Linked DNA regions of Mus musculus: region 1 is linked to region 2. Evidence: chromatin contacts called from public Micro-C data. All regions are on one chromosome and are shown on one strand. Each heading gives the region's core, a stretch centred on a gene start, on an enhancer-like site or on the middle of the called end of the contact. The rest is flanking DNA. Distances are from core to core; before and after follow the strand shown.

Evidence for each region. A called contact is a pair of places that touch in the nucleus more often than the background predicts.
Region 1: a contact with region 2 is called in a Micro-C map of embryonic stem cells, with 4 times the contacts expected there. The contact joins the promoter of Tmem121 here to the promoter of 1700127F24Rik in region 2. A contact is called at or near these places in 1 of 39 promoter capture datasets (neural stem cells), 2 of 15 datasets of contacts at CTCF or cohesin (embryonic stem cells and large pre-B cells), 6 of 484 Hi-C or Micro-C datasets (embryonic stem cells and large pre-B cells), 5 of 115 datasets of contacts at active chromatin or transcription factors (double positive thymocytes, embryonic stem cells, memory CD8 T cells and 2 more) and 1 of 9 other capture datasets (liver).

What each region holds. Positions count from the first base shown.
Region 1 is chr12:113,184,479-113,187,178 of GRCm38.p6, reverse strand. Tmem121 (transmembrane protein 121) reads right to left here and starts at 1,276. Exons shown (of 2, transcript NM_153776.2): 1 at 1,221-1,276.
Region 2 is chr12:112,874,321-112,877,086 of GRCm38.p6, reverse strand. 1700127F24Rik (a long non-coding RNA gene) reads left to right here and starts at 1,261. Exons shown (of 6, transcript XR_873068.2): 1 at 1,261-1,474; 2 at 1,697-1,813; 3 at 1,925-2,025; 4 at 2,387-2,766.

The DNA of each region.
Region 1 (2,700 bases), core at 27-2,526, 310 kb before region 2:
GGATTTAGTCTCTCCCTATGTTCCTGGCACTGGCTGTCATGTCTGTGGTACTCAGATGGCCAGATTGTGCGTCCTGATATCTGAGCTTGTTCACACCACCCAACCCAAAGCCACTTCCAATCAAGGCCTCTCCTCCAAAGCACCTGGCACAAGGGCTCTGTTTACTGTCCTGTCTAGACAAAGACATAAAATTTAGTGTCACCCATGACAGCGATGCATTCAACCTGCTCCTGGTGACACCACAGTAACCCTCAAACTCCATCTCAGCTTCTGCCTCTTCCATTCACCCCTGGGGTTCTCAGTGCGCTTCTATAAGGTGTTTAGGAGTCATCTGCCCACAGCAGGGCTCCTCCTTGTCAGGTACACCCACTCTCACTCCCACTGGTAGGTACTCCTCTCCCAGGACGCACAGGCTGGACCCACCCCTGCCCACCTGGAACTCCATTGGCTACAGCCAAAACCTGAGAATTCCCTTCCTCTTAGCAATTGTCCAGGCCGAATAGCCTGCTGCTGGCCAACCCATTCCATCATCTGCACACCATCGCTCCCTTGCTCGGTCACTGTCAAATACCAAATGTCACGAGCCAATTGGTAATGGGACAGACCCCAACCGCTAAGAGAGGAGTGCCCGGCCTTCAGAAAGCCAGAACCCAAGCCTTACGACCCCTCCCCCACACTCTGCCCTAGCCATGTTCCCAGAGACCCAGCCCAGGTCCACCTGGCCTGAGTCTCCCACGCCAGGCCCAAATGCCCTAGCAACCCTGCCCCCTGTTCAAGCCTCACACCAGAGAGAGATTCAGGGCCTCCAAGCCCTAAAATGCCTGTCTCTCTCTCTCTCTCTCTGACGCTTTGCAAGATACCCTCTTAGCATCTCCAAAGGAGAGGCTGAGGCGAAGGAGGGTCCTCTCCTCCTCAACCCCGTTGAGGAGGGTCTAATGGCTCCCAGCAGGTTGCGTTTCAGTTTGTCTTTTCCCACTAAAGGTTTCCCCAGTGGGGCTTGGGCCTGGTCCCGCCGCCATGCAGCTGCCCCTGCCCAGCCCACGGCCTGCAGCCTGGGGGCGGGAATAGTATAGGCCCACTGGCAGTCGCTACCGCTGCCGCTGCCGCTACCGCTGCCGCTGCCGTTGCCGTTGCCGCCGCCGCCTACCGCCCAGCTCTGCCGACCCGCTTGGCTCAGCCACCCGCCTCCTGCTGTCCCGCCGTTCGCATCCCGCGCTTACCCGGCCGGCCAGATGCAGCGCGCCGGCCGGCCCCGCCGAGCCTCCGCGCCGGGCCCAGGCGCTCCGTGCTGCGCTCCGCCCCTCCGCCGCGGGCACCGCCTCCGGCCGAGGCTCCGCCCCGCGCCCCCTGGACGCCCGGACCCCAGCCAAGAGAGGACCCAGGTCCTAAGGCTGTTGCGTAGTTCAGGTTGCCATGGCGACAACTCTGCGCGCTCAGGACAGGTGGCACTAGGTGACAGACAACCTAGCATCCACCCCAGACCCTGTGGTCAGTCCACTCGGCCTCACTCACAGCAAAAAAATTGTCAAAGAGTCCTCCTCACACCATGAAATGGCTCTGTATGTAGCTCTCCAAGCTCAGACCCTGACAGCCAATAAAGCGACTCTGCTTTCCTGCTTCAGGAAGACCTCTGGACTGGGACCCGCGGAGGTGGCTGGACAAAGGGGTGGGACTAAGTGCCCCGCTAGCTAGCCGCAGTTATACCTCCTGGCCAGACCTCAGCAGTGGCTCACAGGCTCACAGGGACACACACACGTTAGGGCCTAGATCCCAACACTGGAGTGTTATACTCTATGGGGAAAACCCAGCTGTGAGGCTTTCAGTCAGTACAAGGAGGGCCAAATGGGAGTGCATCGAGGCTCCAGGATAAGACTTCTCTCCAGGTCCTGCCTTCACTGAGTGACCCATTCCTTACCTGACAACCCAATAGCAGGGCTGCCCTGCCCAGAGGACAACAGGAGGCTAACTGGTTGCCTACGCTTCTTCCCAGAGCTGCAGCTTCGCTCTGCAAGCACTGAGGGCAAGAGAGCTGAAGGAACTTGAAGGGGGGAGCTCCTGTCAGCAGCCTAAATGACATTGGGTACACTTGGCAGCCAGCTCTGAGTGATGCATTCTGTTCTGGTGACCCTGGGAAGCTAGAATATCAGGCCATACTGGGTCACCCTCCTAGTAGGGGGTGGTTCCAAGATGCCCATCGTCGGGAGAGAAGGCTAAGGAACAGCCCTGTAGTAAGCAGTATGAGCCCCAACCAACCAGCTCTCTCCCCAGAAGTGCAACAAGACCCCGAAGCTCTCGTGTACCCAGGAAGAGGCCCTGCATCTAGCAAGGAAAGGTTCGATCTCCTCAACCTAGAGAACCAGGGGCCTGGGGGGAGAACACCCCTGACAGAGTCAAGCAGGAGTGAGGAGGCGGCTGGGAGGAGAAGGACAGGTGGCAGGTGGCAGCCCTGTCTGCTCTGTTTCTTCCTTCGTTCTCCTACTTCCTCTCAGCCACGGTTAACCCAACCCTCACCTAAAACCTGCCAGCTTGCCTCAGTGCTCTCTCTGTATCCCATGCCAGCATCCTCGAATCTGTGGGCAAACACAGGGAAAGGGGACGCTCCAGCTCTGCTCATAGTCAGGACCACAAAAGGAGACATCACCCAGGAACCATATGGGTGGGTGGTCCAGAGTCTTTACGAAGGTCCTTACAAGAGAAAGG
Region 2 (2,766 bases), core at 12-2,511:
AGTAAATGGGGAAACTGAGGCAAGTGATCTCTCCAGATGGCTGCGCATCTCAGGAGCTCCCATAACCTCTGGAGACCACCTCTGGTGGACTCCGGAACTAGCCCATCCCCTTGGGTTCTGAGACGCTGCCCTTGTCTTCCTGGGCTTAGAGGGTGCCTCTCCTTCCCTCTAGTCGATCCCATGTCCCAGGATTAGTTGTTGAGAGAGATTGGAGATAGGCAAACTACCACCCAGCTCACAGCGACCACGAGAGAAACCGTACTAGAAGAGTCTCGGATTTCCTTGTCTGGCTGCAGCCCTGACCGGCATCAGGCTGCACATTGGGTAGTAAGGAGTCAATCACTGCTGGTGCTAGAACTCCAAGATAGAGCCAGAACTCTAGGAGCCAGAGTTCGAGAGCCTGGGGAGTCGAGACTAGCCCCGCCTCCATCTTGCGCCTGGGCCGGGCTGGCAGGGTTTGGGCGTGGCCCGCTAGCTGGAGTTGGCCGGGATCAAAGGGCGGAAAGCGGGCCTCCGCCCACACCCACTGAGACAGGAATCTGTGGCCCAGGGGGACAGAATCTTCAGCCACATTCCGGGTGCCCGGGGCCCAGCAAGGCAAGGGTGGGGCGGAGCTGGAGTGCCAAGACTGGCATCACGGAGCGTGGGAAAGACTGCGCTACCAGCACTCAGCTCCAGCTGCCTGGGAGGCAGGCGGTAACTTTTGCCAGATCCAGGCGGTGGCCTTGCCCAATCTGGCTGCCCTGGATGGCATTAGGCAGGAGGGTCAAAGGGGGTCCACACTGCCAATCCAATTCCTGCCTGTTGTACTGGCTCTGGGCTGGTAGGGCCACAGTGGGGAGGGGGCACTGTTAGGTGGGCATTCTACAGTTGCATCAGGCAGCAGGGGTTCTTTATAGGAGTCGATGGAGTTTTGCAAACTCTCCTCCCGCTGAGTAATAGGAACCTGCCTGTAAACAGCAGCCCTGAAGCCCCTGTACTGGCTGAGGATAGACCCCTGGTCCCAGGGTCCAATTATTGCTTCCTCACACCACCATCAACCTCAAGGTCAAGTAACATTCCTGGAGTCATGCAGCAAGCTGGACGCAAGCTAGACACAAGCTGGTTCAGGGTAAACTTGGAAAATTCTGAGGCCCAAGTCTTCCAGCCCTAAGTGTCAGGACCAATGATGTCCCTTTCTCTGGCACGTGTCCTCAGTGGGAGAATGGCATCACAATACTACCTCCCTGAGTCGTCATGATGATGTGAGGTCCCAGCCAACACTCTGCCTCCGGAGCCCTCTCTGGCTCCAAGAACATGGTCTCCCACCTTATCTGTGGAGCTGGGTGCCCCCTGGTGGCCGCAGTGTTGACTTAGGTTTTAGGCTAGCTTTCCCAGCCTATGTCCGCGTGCCAGAGGAGGCCAGCTGGTCTCATCACTGCTCGTCTGGGAGAACGTACTCAGCTTGGACCTTCGGGTGACCATGCTGAAGGAGGTGTGGGTCAGGCTGAGGTGTTTGGTCCTAGACTCCGTTTTCTATGACACAAAACTTGGGAAACCCACAGTGACCTAGCATAGGGGTTCTGGGACTAGACATTTATAGCCATCTATATGGTTTGGGACATGAATACGTGGGTAAGGCTTTGGTGACTAATGCATAAGAGCATGCACCTGTGCCTGTCTGTCTACACTTAGTCTGACACTCTCTTGCTCCCAGAGCCCAGAGCATCATGATAAAGCAACTGAGCAGCTGCTGAGGAGGTTCGGGAGAGGTGGCTCCGTAGGGGCTCCTGTGGTTTGCTCCCAGAAACTGCGACAATGACACATTCATCAGGTATTGTCCCATCGTGACATGGAAATAAAACCTTTTGCATAGATTGGTAGATAGAGGCACAAACCATTTGGTAAAGTGGCTGCAATTCACTGCCCTCTTGGCTTTCTCTAGTGGCTGTTTTGTAGCCCTCACCTGGCATCTTTGGCAGAGATGGATTCCCCTACTCAGTGAGTGAGGGACTCTGAGGAGGTTGGCCTAGAAGAAGGAAAGAGGTTTGTGTGCATCTGGGGTGGGGGTGGGGGGAATCCCATCTCTTCCTGATCTTACCCTCCCTAGCCCAGCAGGCCCAGGGTAGAAGTTGTTGGGACCACAACGAAGCCTCCTGAAACTCCCCTGCAATGTGCTCAGAGGGTCCCTATGAGTCCAGTGGTTTGATAGGCAGAACTGGGTTCCCAGAAGGGAGGGAGTCGGGGCTGGTCCTATGGAGTGGTTAGGGGTAAAGAAGTTAGATTTAGTCTTACTCCACCTGAGTGCTTATGAGGCTCATCTTTCCTAGGGAGGGGACAGACAGAGAGGGGATCAATCGGGAATCTCGCCTCTTCTTGGTCTTGCCCTCTTCTCCCCTTGTCACAGATCTGTGCAAGTCATCAAGTCTCCAGTGTCACGAATAACTGGTTTCTGTGCAAAACTCTATGTTGGGAGGGCTGCATCTGGGTGAGAATGCATTACACCTGGATTTCTGAATCTGCAAATTGAGAACAATAGCAATCCGTACTTCACCCGGTTATTTTGCAAATACAACATAGGCGAAGGCTTGGTGCGCTCCTAGCATTTCTGCCTGGACATCAGGCTGCGGTCCGCCAGACGCGCATGTGCGGGAACCTCAGGAAGTCAGAGCGGGTCACTCAGGTTCGCTCTAGACAGCGAAGGCGGAGACGAAATTCTGCCCTTTACCTGCTGAGGCTCGCTCAGGGGTTGTGGACTCCCCCGCTGACGCCTGGGCAAGCCCCAGC